Regions from separate parts of the Callithrix jacchus genome. Here regions 2 and 3 are each linked to region 1. The links are chromatin contacts, called in public Hi-C maps. All regions are on one chromosome and are shown on one strand. Each heading gives the region's core, a stretch centred on a gene start, on an enhancer-like site or on the middle of the called end of the contact. The rest is flanking DNA. Distances are from core to core; before and after follow the strand shown.

Region 1 (4,731 bases), core at 1,160-3,659:
CACCCGCTTCTGGAGGGGGCCTTAATAAGACTGCAGTATATTACCATGTTAAAACGTTTTGCAGAAGCAAGATTTCCTAAAAACGACCTGCCAGCGAAGCGCGGAAAAGCAAATCCTCTTACAGAGAGGGCCCAATAGGGAGGAAGACGGGGGAAGGCAGGACCCAGCCCCAACGAAACCCCAGCACTTCCCGATTTTTGAAACACAGTACTCAATGCTGTGGGGCTATGGGATGGAGTGGTGACGCCCGGAGCTGACAGGTTGCAGACCTTCAGGGCTGTTTTTCATTGATTACTGGAAGCCTTCGGACTTCTTTTGGAGTAACTGTTCCCTCCGGCACCCAGAATTAAGTACCCCCCATTTGTGTTTCGCGGGCATATGTTTGCACCCTGAATCAAGCTTGCTCCCGCACTTGAAGTGGATAGGCTCTTGTTCTTTAACTGGCAGTGAGTGGCCCCAGAGTCGGACTGTCGGTGCCAGTGCGGACGAAGGTGTGGGTTTGTGCCTGGTTTGTTGTCTCGGGGAAACAGCCACCTTAATTATTTTGAGCTCATGGCGCCTGTGTTTTAAAATGAACTCAAGAGAAAAGCTGCAGAGTTTGCAAGTTTTGCGATTCCTCAGGTCGGGAAAGAGCCTGAGAAGGTCTTGGATCCCGGTATTTCTTGGGTGAAAAACGTTGGGTACTTTGTGGAGAAAGTAGAGCCTCCCAGCTTCATGAGGATAAGGCTGCTTTCTCTAAACCTTCAAACCACAGTGCACCAATCTTCTACCCTCAACCCCTTTCTGAGAACACGAATGCCCTCTAAGCATATTTGGTCCTCCTGTTACCATGCCATTATGTAGCACCATCTGAAACTATCTCTTCGAATACTGATTACAACTTTTACAAAGTTTCTTGCCCTTTTTGCACCTTCTCCTATATGCAATTCAAGCTTGCCTTTGAGCCCTTGACATGCTGTTAACCCCGGAATAGGGAGTATTCTAAAGGTTACATTTTAATCTTAAGGGATAAACATGTGGCTTTCATTCTGTTTACCGAGGATGCCCAGTACAAAGTGGGCAAGGTGGTAGGACATGCGTCTCTGGGCTTTCTAGTGTCGGAAGGATAGTTCCGACGCGCCAGTCCCTGTCGGCTTAAATGCCGGCGTTAGGTACCCGGGATGTCCTGCGGTTGAGCCCTCTTGCTGTTACTCATCAGGTCCCGGCTCCAGCGCTGCAAACACTGCGCACACCTGCCGATTTTCAAGCAGCAAATTCAGTTCAGGCCACCCGCAGCCGGAGGGCTCCCTTTTCCGCTGGGACTACCACATGAAGCAAGTGCTAGAACTTCACAAAAGGGAACAAAACTATTTTGCTTCAATCTGTTTTTTCTTAGGACGCACTTAGAGACCAGGCCGGCCAATATTCTGGTTAGAGTTAGCGCTACCAGAAATGTGCAGTGCTTTAGGACTCCAGCTTGGGACTTGCTGAAGACCAGAATGTTACAGTTAATCTCGCCTTTATCTTTTTGTTTCCAGCGCCCTGTTTTCCCTTCAGTCTCTTTCCTTCTGTGTTCCCTACCTCCTGAAATATAAAAGATGAATAAAAACACCACCCTATTTTATTTTTTAAAATAAAAGTTGACACTAAATTTGAGAGCTAGTGTTGCAGCTAAGCTCTTAGGAAGTTTGCCCGTCTGTTCCCCAAACCTTTGCTGCCTGTAATGTCAACCACAATTGCTTCTTAAAATTCACTAAAAGAAGTCTTTCAATAACTTAGATAAAGTGTAGTAAGTGCTAATTTTGTGTGTGTGTGTGTGGGGGGGGGGTGTGTCTCGCGGTGGGGGAGGGACTCCCAACTCTGATGGATTTTACTTTCTCAGATCAAGGAACAGGACTCCAAGCAAACTGATAGACTTTACGTAGTTTATTCTTGAACTACTCTATTTTCAGTAGCGATTTTTCTTTCTTAGCTAAATTACTCAGCTTTGCTCAATTCCAGTTTTACCTTTCCCCACATGTCCTCACTGACTCACTCAGCAATTGTCACCGAGTGAGACCCTAGGTAGTGGGGAGGAGGCCCCCACACATCTGCTCCCCGGCTAAAGCGCTCAATGGCAGGAGAGCTGAGAAAATATCTTCAGAAACTACAAATGGAGCAAATCATTTACCTAATTCACTCAAGAGCCTCCACGGGAAGGACTCTGGAGATGAGTGTCCTAATGCGGCGCTAATGAAAAGCCCCTTAGCTGGCTCTCCGGCCGCGCGCGGGACCGCGTCCGCTCGACGTCTACGGCGGAGCTGCCCTGGCTGACGGCGACCGGGCTGTCCCTCCCCACCTGCCCGAGGTGGCACGGCGGGCGCGGCGACTCCAGACGCCGCCGGGGCCGCTCCGATTCGCGTTTTGCGACCCCGAACGCCCCTTCCTCGCCCCCCCGGCGAGGGTCCTCCTCCCGGTCTTCCTCCTCCTCACCCTCCCCGGGGCTCTGTGGGGTGCTAGGAGGTGACAGGGGACGCTTCCGCGGTCCCGACGCCCGGTTCTCAGCGGCCTCCCGCCCGGCTGGGTTGGGGTTAAAATCCGGGAGTTCAGCTCTGCGGTGAAATCTCGGGTTCCCAGGGAGGGGCCGGAGGGAAGGAAGACCCCGCGGGGAGCGCGCCGGCCAGAGCCGCCCCCGCCCCGCGCGGCCGCCGTCCCGTGGGGAGGATGAAAGCGCAAGGCCCGGGCGGGGCCGCCGCGGCTCCGAGGGACGGCGAATGCGGGGCGGGGGTTGGGGGCCTCGGCGCTATCGGTGACTGCCCCCCCCTCCAGGCCGCGGCTCCTGGCCCTGCAGGTGCACCCGTAGCCCCCTTTTTAGGCCCCTCCGTGGAAACCGCCTTCCGGCCCAAGTTCTGTCCTTTGAGGCTTTGAACGAGGCCTTTCAGAAGTTTTTAAAGCTGCCCCGCCCCGCCAGCCCTCACGGGGGTCACAGCCCCCCATCCCTCCACCCCCGCTACAGCGGCCGGCTAAGCGGGTCCCATGGGGAGCGGAGTCGGCGCCCGCGGGCCGGGCCGAGGGTCGGGCACCGAAGCGCCGCCCCAGAGCGCCAGGCTCGGCCCCAGCGCTTGGAGATCGCGCCGCGGAGCCAGACCTTGGAGGAAGCGTGGGCCCCGCCAGCCCCGGGAGAGCCGAGGGCAGGGGGCTGGGAGAGGAAGAGCGCCGGGGGAGGGGGGCACGTCCACATCCCCGAGGTTCCTGCTGAGTTCAAGCCAGGGGACAACTTAAATTGGCCTTTAGGGGAGGCAGCTGGTGACCCGTGTCCTCGCCTTCCAAGGTCCCCTGAGTGAAGCAGGGCGCCACCTACAGGCGAGTTCTAAATAGCAGGAGGGAGAAGGAGACGCGCCTGCAGGGGTAACGTGGCCCCTTCCCAGCAAGCCCAGCAAGGCCTGTTGTGTCCACAGCCATCTCTCAGCTGCTGAGTCTGTCGAGTTATAAGTCTGTTGGCAACAGCAAGAGCCCTGAGGGCACTGAGCATATGCTTTTGGGGAGTGGAGAACTGGGTGTTAATTTCAGAAATTGGGGGATTCCAGTACCACAGAAGTAGCAGCTCTGATTGGACAAGCAGGGTTTGCACCCTGACAATTTTGGCTGCGCTTTGACTCCTGTATCTCGACTCCAGGCTATTTTCATGGGATGCATTATGTTTCCTTGAGAATAGCCGTGTGGCTTCGGACAAGTTACTTAATCTCTCCGAGTCTCTCAAAAGAGGGAAGAGTGGTACCTCTCTGACAGAGTCATTGTGGGAATTTAATGAGGTGATGTAGGTGAGAAGCTGTAGGTGCCAAGGAATTTTCACCTATTTCTTTTTTAAAAATTAATTAATTTCTTATTATTTATTTTGAGCCAGAGTCTCACTCTGTCACCCAGGCTGGAGTGCAATATAGGGCGATCTCGGCTCACTGTAACCTCTACCTCCCGGACCCAAGCGATTCTCCTGCCTCAGCCTCCTGAGTAACTGAAACTATAGGCACACGCCACCACGCATAGCTAATTTTTTATATTTTTTAGTAGACATGGGGTTTCACCATGTTGGCCAGGCCGGTCTCGAACTTCTAACCTCAGGTGATATGTCCACCTCAACCCTCCAAAGTGCTGGGATTACTGGGATTATACGAGCCACCACACCCATTCAACTTTCACCTATTTCTAGTGTGAAAACCCATCTTTTATCCTAAGAAATCTAACTTGTAAGACAGTTCAGCTTCTTTCTGTTCCTTGAAGATTAGGGCCTTAGAAGAAGGTGGAGAGAGCTAAGAGGTTTCAGTGTTTGAGTAGGAAACAGGATGAGTTACTAGGAGTTTTGATAACTAGCTTATCACTTCATAGGCAACGGCCGTGAGCCAGGCACTATAGATCATGCCTGTAATCCCAGCACTTTGGGAGGCTGAAGCAGGTGGGTCACCTGAAGTCAGGAGTTTGAGACCAGCCTGGCCAACATGGCAAAACCCTGTCTCTGCTAAAAATACAAAAATTAGCTGGGCATGGTAGCAGGCGGGTGTAATCCTAGCTTCTTGGGAGGCTGAGGCAGGAGAATGCTTGAACCTGGGAGGCTGAGGCAGGAGAATGCTTGAACCTGGGAGGCGGAGGTTGCACTGAGCCGAGGTCACGCCACTGCCCTCCAGCTTGGGAAACGAAGCAAGACTGTGTTTAAAAAAAAAAAAAACAAGACAATAGCTGTGTGGTGGCTCGTGCCTGTAATACCAGCATTTGGGAGGC
Region 2 (4,731 bases), core at 817-3,316, 410 kb before region 1:
GTGTCAATATGACTCCTAAAGGCAGAGGTTGGGGGTCTTTAATAACCCGTGAAAAAACCTTAATTAACCCTTTCAGGCCCAAACCAAAACCTATTCTTAAACTTGTTCACTCCTATAATTTGACCATTAGTACTTATTTCAACATCACTCTAATCTTCATGACAATTAACCCAGCTACTTGACCAAGGGTTTCCAGAATAGGGACTTGGTTAGGGAAACCACACAGGGAATTTTTTTTTTTGAAGTCTCTGATTAAATCATTTATTTGCAGAGATGGCAGATAGACAGTTCTAACAATAACAATAATAATAATTCATACATCTCCCTGAATTTTCTCCTAATCAGTTTGTAAAGACACTCATAATTCCACTGGGATGAGTGTGACAGTCACACACGTGTAAGCCAATCAATTTCTACAAACTTCCGTGAGCTGCTAGTAACACCAGATGGACAATATAATGTTTGTAAAAACCTACTTTTCTCTTGTCATAGTTTCTTATAATTTCCATTATGCAAGTAGTACAAGTTTTAGAACATTCATTGAGGAATGACTCTGCATATTTTCTTCTTGGGTCATATAAGAAAAACATAAAAGACATCTGAGACTATTTGATTTTGTTGGGGTTGAGTAGCAAATCACTGAGAAAATGTTGACACATTAAACAAAATCCATTTATGGAGAGTCAAAAAACCATTCTCAGATATCTACTGACATAAGCTTAGGTTTCATATGGTTTCTGCCTTCGTACTTTATAGCTCCTTAATCTACCCTACTGTATCCAAATGGACTACAAAGGACTCTCCCTGCCTCTGAGTCGTGAGTGGCATTATTACAATACAATATAGGATGATGTTATCTCGATACATTTACATTAAGGAAGTAAATGCAGAGCTTTGATCTATTTTCTCCTCGGAAACTTTCAGCTATAGTTGGTGTGGAGGTCCATAAATCCACACTCCCACCAAGGCTCCAGTTACGGAAAATTAGTCGGTAACATTCACAATGCCTACGTTTGGGATGTGCTGAGCGGGAGTGGGGAGGGAAGGGGGGTGATTGTCCTCTTTCAGTGTTCAAGGTGAAACATCAAAAGAAATCTGCAGTCCAGGACAAGAGCTCAGCTTTCCTTTTCTCCAGTCAAATGAAGAAGTAATCTCATCAGGTTGGAAAAGTGCTGACTAAGGATTTAATAAAGTGCCTGCAGATGTGGCGTCTCTAAGGTATTCAACTCATGTAATGCAAAACAGCTCCACACTGAATGTGCTTATAAAATTTCATTTAACCATTGCAGTGCGACTTTTTTCCCCTCACAGTTCTCTAAGGAGTTTTATCACACTTGCCACCCGTTAATTTACGGCTCCATGAAAGTTCGAATCCCATTCCGCTGGGATTCTGGAATACTCACAGTAGTCAGGTTTTATGAACCATAAACAATATCTATCTGACTGCATCCTAAACAGGAAGCCCGAAATAGCAGAAGGTGCCTCTGAAGGTACCAATCTCTTCCGTTTCTGATGCCTCATGGAGAGCCATCAGAACACAGGGGCCATCTTCCAAAATATGGACATGGGGCTGCTGAAGATACAGCTGAGGAAGGCCCCAGCTGCAACCCCCGAGTTAACAACAGATGCTCTGAAGTGTGCAGCCACTTTTAAAAAGGCTTTTTACATCCTCTTTTTACTAAGAGGGCAGGAAGCACATTCTAGAGGGAAAAGAAAAAATCTCTGAGAGATATTTTTTATATTGCATATTTTACTTTAACCCCCAAAAGGAACAGCGAGTGCTGGGGTGGCAGGGGCAGAGAGGGCAGAGTGGACTGTGATGCAGCACAATCTGTTTTTCAGATTAAAAACTTAAACAAAAGGCCTCAAGGGCAAAGTGTAATACTGCGGAAGGGGGCTGTTAATGTGGAATGCAGAACTGGGTGTGACACTTGGCTTTCTTCTGCAGGCAAGGTGGGTCATTTGAGGACATTCACACACATCAAATGGAAACGTGCAAACACAGGGCCGCCTCCCCGCACCCTGCAGGCCCAGCTCGTCATCAGTCCCCAAAGAGGACTCGGCCAACCATTGGGCCAAGGTCAAGCAAGACTACAGCAGTTGGCTGTTTTGCACTGTCTCCTGAGGAGGGGCTCACTTTGCTGGGTCACACTACTCCCGTTGGTCATTTTTGGCTTCCCGAACTTGCAAGGATGGACTAAAGCCCACCCTTTAGCCCAAATGAGTTGTCCTTGGCAAATCAGCCCAAAGCCCGGTAGCCCCGTCTCCCCATCTCAATGTGAGGGAAGTGGATGGGGCCTCGGAATGGACTTCTGGTTTCTCACATTTGCAGACACCATTTGGGAGCATTTATTCACTCATTCAGTAAGCACTAAGGGCCTTCTATGTGCTAGGAGCTATGGATGCAGGCTCTGGGGATATAATGAGTAAAATAAATACAGTCCTTGCCCTTAGGAACATTCTTGTCTATTAGGAAGAAGGGGATAGATTTTAGACCCTTCATGATACCAGATAGGCTGCTTTTCTCCCAATAGGATTTTTATAAATTTCTGGCAACGAACGATGCCGAGTATCCAGTATCCAAAGGACTGAGGATTGATTGAGTTTCACTTTTTCCACTGACCAGCTGTGTGACTTCAAGCAAGCCAGTCGCTGTCCTGGGGATATCTCATACTGGAGGACCATCTCATACTGAAGAGAGGCAACAGTGATTTACACTGGTTTCTTCTGAAACGGTGTCCTGCCATACACAGGTGTTAGTCACTGGTAATGCCAGCCTTTGAGCTCTGCAATCATTTTTCTTGTCTGATTTTATTTTCTTAATTAAAGAAAGCCTGCTTTTAATAACTCCAAACCAAGACTTGTTTATTGTACAGAAAACTATTAAAACAGTAATGGGCTGTGATTGGCTCTGGGCACCTTCGTGGCCTTATCTTTTCACCACTTGTCCTCAACACTTATGTGCCTTAAACTTCTTCCAGATCCCCCAAAGCCAAATGCTTTCTCCCTGCCAGGCCTGGGCACAGGCTCTCCTTGGCTTTGCTCATGCTTGCTAGTCCTTACATTCTAAGATTAGATGTCCCTCTTTCAGAAGGGTCTTTCTTGGGGCCTTTACCCTCAGGATTCTTCTCTATCACAGTTGCTAAACTTTAATGACCTGTTTTCATCCCAGGCAAGCCGAGTATCCAAGGGATGCCGGGGTAGGCATATAATAAACACTGTTAAATAAATGAAGGAAGGAAGGAAGGAAGAACAAGCTGTATTGAGGTTCCTAAAGCCTGGTGTCACTCGCCCCAAGGGGGGTAAAGCAAGGTATCTGGATGGATGACTTTGAGCATGCTTGAGCCACGTTACCATGTCTCCCCAAATGACAGACACTCTCCCTCGAGGGACACAAGTCTCCACAAACCACTCCAGGCAGTTCCAATGGGAGAGTTGCTGCAGCAGGGCCAACTGCGTCAGTAGCATGTGCAATAGTTTTGTAACATGGACTGCTGCCTACTTACTACAAGCTCAGAGGGGTTGTCCAAACCACCGATCCCTGGAGAATGACTCTGCTGCTCCTAGCCAAGACCTCCGTTTTGGTTCAAACCTCAAGACGGGAAAACACTAATCTTTTTACCCAATAAGCCATCCAGTACCTCCAAACCTTGAGAGTGCATACACAATCCAATTATTCTGACTGTTCATCCAAAGTCGAAATCTTTCACAAGATTTCAGCTTGCCCTAGTGTCTCTCTTGCCACCAAGTACATATTTCTTGTGGTCTCTCTTTCCATTTTTCATCAAGTAACCTTTTGCCTCATGAAATCAAAGACTACTGGATTAAAAACTGCACTGTAACCCACCTGCATTTGCTCCGAAATCTTACTAGAGAGCTGCATGCATCGCCGTAAGAGCCAGGATTCTGGGATCTGAATGACAAAAATCCTGGCACCCTTACAGATGAGTTAGATCATCTTAGGCAAGTTAGCCACACTAGGTCTCAGTTTTAGACTCCATGGAATGGAGATAACAACTTTATCAGTTTTTGTGGGGATTAAATGCCTGGCTAGGGGCTACTACAGAAAACCAGAAGGCCAGGGTAGCTGGGTTCTCTCACTGTGAAAAGTTTCTGGGTCCTTAAGGTCCATGTGAGACCAAAAGTCCCCGGGGAAAGCAAATTACTCTACAAGGCGGCTTTCTCTTATTTAATGATACAATTTCTTAGTTAAAAGTAGCAGCTATGTCAATTCCATTTCTCCAGTTGCAAGAGAAAGTTGTTAAGAAAATAAAAACCTGTCTTTAATTGTGATATTAAAATCAGAGTGGGGAAACCAACAGCACAAAAGGAATTGGCTCAAGTTTATGAAAGGCATTTGGGCCCTTCCCTTGCAAGGCTAAACTGCACGCCTTGGAGGTTGGGGGTGAGGGGGAAAGGGGAGGAAGGGAGGGAGTAGTCAGGCAACCAAGTGGGACAGAAACAATCCTATTTTGGTTTTTGTTAGCGAATGGCATACTACATAGATCAGAGACTTCTTATAAAATACAAACCCCCACTGTACACAAAGCACAGGAAAATGTGAGGAAAAAAGGGAAAAACTAAAAGCAGCTTAGGGTGTGTTAACGCTGCTATTCTGTCAGCTTAAAGAGTATTTTATGCTTGATCAACAGCTCTTTTTTATTGTGCTTTTCTTTCATTCATTCAAGACATCAAAGCCGGGCACCACCAGCGTACCTGCCCTTCTGGAGC
Region 3 (4,731 bases), core at 982-3,481, 290 kb before region 1:
TTTGAAAACATTGTGTTATCCATGAGATACTCTAGGAGAAAATTTCTAGAACAATGCAGAAACATAGGCTCTGGCTAAAAATGTGCGGAATAAGAATTTTCTGGTTTCTTAAAATGGAAGAATGAGGTCTAATGTTGGCATGCTCTTACTCTATTGGAATTACTAACTCTGGAAGGGTCACTAGAATGGTTCTTCTAATAAACTGGTTGTTAGAACATGAACTCTATAATTGGCCCTTCTTAATTTACACACACACACACACACACACACACACATTTTCAATAAATTTACTGATAGCTGTCAGCTCCAAGACTGGCTCTGAGCACACAGTGAAGAAAGATCAGGGACTGAGGCTCTGTTCAATAATCGTGGTATTTATCATTGTTGAGCATCTACTTATGAGGCAGGCACTAGACTATCTGTGATTTAATCCTCATTACACTCCTGAGAGGTATTTCTACTTCCAGTACCTGGACTTAGGCTCAGCACACAGTTAGGAATTAATAAACATTTGCTGAATGAATAAATGTTTGTAACCTAGGAAGAAAACCCAGCCAAGAGGGATTAAATATTGCCCAAAGCTATAGAGTTGATAAGTGGCAAAGCCTGATCCCCAACTCTATATCCTATACTGTTTTATAGTACCATGCTGCCAACTTGAATATAGATTTTATATTGGATACATAGGAAGCATAACTAATGAATGACCCAGAAATAAATGAACATACGAACAGAGACCATGGCGACACATTAGAATGGACATCAGGTATATGTTGTGCTTCTCCCCAGTTTAAATCTTATTAATGATAGTATTCATAGTCTGGTAAATTTAGCCGAAGCTTCAGCTGAGAACAGAGATTGAAAGGCCTCCAAATTCTGCCATGAGAACTTTCACAGCCAGCTCTAACCAGAAAGATTGTAAGAGTGAATGTAAGGGAAAGGGCTAGACCTTCATGCAGAGCATTGACTGAAGGATACACTGATATCCTCAGCTTATTCCTGCTATAGTTCTAATTTCAACAGCTCAGTGGTCCATGACACAACTGCCAGTGCACACATCAAACACAAGGTATATGCCTCTTTTAATCTGTAGGGCTGAGTCAGATGAGGACAGGGTTGGCCTAAGGATAGGGACACTCTCACCTCACATGGCTCATTCTTCACTAGGTGAGGAGGATAGGATAGGAAAAATCAAGCTTGGCCACCCATACTGTGAGCTGGGATTCAGAAGAAAGGGTAGTTTGATGAAAATTTCTATCACTGCCAGTCCATTGCACGTGCTGCCAGCCTTGCTACCCAAATAGTCACCCCAAATATGTCAGGAAAATTAAAAGGAAAAAATCATGCAATAAAACATCCTCCTGAACTAATTCAATTTCAATATTTATTTTGAAAATTTATTGAATTATAGTAGAGGAAGCTGGCTAAATTAAGCCAGCCAGACTGTTATTTTTCTTCCTAAGAGTATGGCAATATTTATTATTTTACCTCTCTACGAGGGGTTGATTAAAACTAGAAAATGTAACATTTGCAATGTTCTAATATATTCAGAACAAGGTGGTTCAGATAGGTAAAACAAAAATATACAGGGACAAATCAGAATTTTCTCTTCCATACCTTAGATTTTCTTTAAAAACTGCATTTGGAGATAGACATGATTTTTTTTAAAGGGCCACCCACTCTTTTGTCTGCTCCATACTCTACCCTCACTCTAGAAGAGGTGCCATTGACTTCTACAGATATAAAATGTGTGATGTTCATTTTAAAATTACTAGTAGAGCCTGCTATTGACCATCTAATTATGCCGAGTTCCATTTATAAACATAGCTAACCACTAAGTTTATGGAGACTTTTTGTGCTGCTTTAATAGGATATTGATCGAGCGCATAGTTTGAGTAGACTGCCATTGAATTGTGTAATGGCAAACAAAAGGCAAGGTCACAGCAACTGTTCATGCGAGAGCTGCATCTATTTTTTATTATATCTTTTTGTTTCTTCCTTTAATGCTCAAGCCCAAATGGTTTCTCTTGAAAGAAGATCTTGCTTAAGAATATAAGCTATTTTTAAAATTAATTTCCATGCAATGATCACAGCTATCGTGTTACTTAACACAGGAAAACCAACCGTTTTAAATCTATCCGACTTTAATAAAGATCTAAAGTACTGCAAATGTTTCAATGGCACCCAGAGGACTCGCTGTCTGGAATTTCTTATCCTACACCCATTTCCTCATTAGTCCTTCTGTGCGAGGACATTTTGTCTTTTCAAGTTTGGGCTTGTTCCTACCAAAGAGTTTCATTTTCTTATTGTGCCTTGTAGCCGAGGTTTTCATTCTGTCTCAGAAGTTCTACCATGTCAAGTTAGAATATTGCCAATAGTTCTTACTAAATTGCTGGCCTGAAAATCTAAGTGTCTGAATACGGGTACTTGAAGGCGCAACAAGGACCTAGAGACTTCAAAAAGAACTTTGGAAACGAACTGCAATTTGGATGTTAATGACAATTCCTGTGTGAAAATATAGAACGAGTGCACATGTCTAAGGCAGAAAACAGCCACTAGGGTGCCACCTCATGCCAGGCTGAGGCATATGCCTGGTTCCATTCACTCCCACTCTCCATTGACAAACAACTCGGGAATCCTGTAGCCGACCCAGCAGCTGAGCTTTGTGGCAGAGCCAGGACAATTCAGCTGCTGGATTTTAATAGATTCTGCAGCAGTGCAACAGGAACCAAAAATCAGTCTGGGTAACTGAGAGTGGTTTTCACACCCAAAGACTCTAAGGCTGGCCACAGTGTACTGAGAATCCTGGCTTTTCAAAATTCCAGGGCCATGAAGTCATCCTTAGCCACGAAGTTTACTTAACCCTTGCAGCCAGCTTGGGTGTACAAACCGCCGCTAGAAAATTAGAGCCCACCAGGCCAGAGTCACAATGGCTTGTGTGTATTTGCGGTTTTCCTCTTTCCCAGTGAAGTAGTTAAGGTTTCGGAGTCACTCCACCAACTTCAACTAAAATAGAGTCAGCAATTTGGAAGGAAATGGGCAGAAGTAGTGGATTTTTCAGGAGAACTTTCTGGGTTCATACCAGGAGTAAGATTTGACAGTCTTAGAGCTCATACTTTGAGGAAAACACTGGCGCAAAATAAACAAAAGAGTGGGTGCTGACAGAGACAGCTATCTAAGCAGCATCATTTAGCAGCTAGTAGAGTGGGCTCTCTTGGTAGCAACTTCAAGGGAAAGAGACCAATCTAAAAATGCCTCGAGAAGGCTTTGTTTGAAAATGCAGCATCATGTAAGAGCCATTTCAACAGATGGTTCTTGTCTCTTTCCTCATAGTATTATGCTAAAACAACTTTAGTGATTCTGAACCACATTGTTAACGCTTGTAAAACCCCCTTCCCCAAAGCAGAGAATACTTTCTCTCTCTCTGGCACAGCGTCTAGTGGTCTGTATTTCTCCTCTCCCTTGGAACAAGACAATAAATAATTGAGCTACTTTCAGATGGTCCTACCACATGGGGGGAAAAGGAGCAAGAGAACAAATATAGATTTTTATGCTATAATACTTGTGCTGCCACGGAAACAGAACTTTCCATTCCTGCCTTTCATGGACGTCAGATGATAATGCAAATAAATAAATAAATAAATAAATAAAAGGTGGTGGGCAGGAGGCAAGGAGGAGAGGGGGAGTTCATGGAAGACTGCAGCTTCAGTTGGCCAGCAGGAGTCCCTGATTCCAACAGCTTCATATATCTGATCAGTATCATTCAATGGCAAGCATCCTTGTTGCCTAATCCCTCACCTCTCAATTTGTGAGGCTGAGCCAGCAGCTTTCTCTTGAGTTTCTCTGCCATTGCCACCTCGGTAGTAACACTATTAAAAACAACACACTGCACATAGTTATTTCAGTGAATCCTCATGAGGAAATACTGAAATAGCACCTCCCTCCTCTCTTACATTTAAAAGGGAGAAAATGAAAAACAAAAACTGGAAACCTAGTCAAAGTAAGTATTTCTATTAGCAAATTTAAAAATCAAATACTAAAGATCCAGAAAGAGAGAAAAATCTCAAGCTAAGCAATCATTAATGATGACTGAAATTTCCAGCCCATATAAATCATCATAATTAGGTATGATTGTGGGGGGTCTGGGTGGGGTTAGGATAAATAAGAGGAGGTTAAGAAGAAATCTGCAAAACAGTCAGAGATTCTAGGATATTGACACGATTAAAAACATTTAAGTGAAAGGCATAATTATGGAGAGAGTAAAAATATCAGTGGCGGGGAGTGGCAGCGAATGACTAGGTGCAGAATGGGAGAAATTTAGGGCAGTAAAACTATTCTGTATGGTACTATAATCGTAGATACCTATCCCTTTGCATTTCTCAAAACCTATAGAATGTATAAGAGTGAGCCCTGATGTAAACTGTGGACTTCAATGCATAATTATGCATCAATATTGGCTCATGAATTATAACAAATATACCACACACACGAACGATGTTAACAAGAGGGGAAACTGTTTGGGAGGAGGGGTGTATGGGACTTCTGTACTTTCTGTTAACCTAAAATTGTAAACCTAAAAAACAGCCCTAAAACGGAATCGTCTGTTAATTAAAAACAAACTCACACCTGAAAACAAATCCAGAAAAAAAAAATTCCATTAAATATCTTACTCACTTTGGTTTACAAGAAAATAGCTTTAACCTTTTTTTAATGCACAAATTAATAAGTTAA

What was found. Hi-C and Micro-C count contacts between places; a contact is called where the count stands out from the background.
Region 2: a Hi-C map of skeletal muscle shows a contact between it and region 1, with 11 times the contacts expected there. The contact joins two enhancer-like sites. A contact is called at or near these places in 2 of 3 Hi-C or Micro-C datasets (both in skeletal muscle).
Region 3: a Hi-C map of skeletal muscle shows a contact between it and region 1, with 8 times the contacts expected there. The contact joins two enhancer-like sites. A contact is called at or near these places in 2 of 3 Hi-C or Micro-C datasets (both in skeletal muscle).

What each region holds. Positions count from the first base shown.
Region 1 is chr7:98,110,784-98,115,514 of calJac240_pri, reverse strand. No RefSeq gene overlaps it. Among named protein-coding and RNA genes, the nearest start is that of NFIA, 24 kb to the left of the region's middle. Within about 2 kb of position 2,409, at least 13 of the 16 cell types and tissues checked have an H3K27ac peak or open chromatin away from gene starts, as enhancers often do. A contact at or near this core is called in skeletal muscle, where this site is marked.
Region 2 is chr7:98,517,031-98,521,761 of calJac240_pri, reverse strand. All of the region lies in intron 10 of NFIA (nuclear factor I A), which reads right to left. Among named protein-coding and RNA genes, the nearest start is that of TM2D1, 290 kb to the left of the region's middle. Within about 2 kb of position 2,066, at least 3 of the 16 cell types and tissues checked have an H3K27ac peak or open chromatin away from gene starts, as enhancers often do. A contact at or near this core is called in skeletal muscle, where this site is marked.
Region 3 is chr7:98,397,556-98,402,286 of calJac240_pri, reverse strand. All of the region lies in intron 4 of NFIA (nuclear factor I A), which reads right to left. Among named protein-coding and RNA genes, the nearest start is that of NFIA, 260 kb to the right of the region's middle. Within about 2 kb of position 2,231, at least 9 of the 16 cell types and tissues checked have an H3K27ac peak or open chromatin away from gene starts, as enhancers often do. A contact at or near this core is called in skeletal muscle, where this site is marked.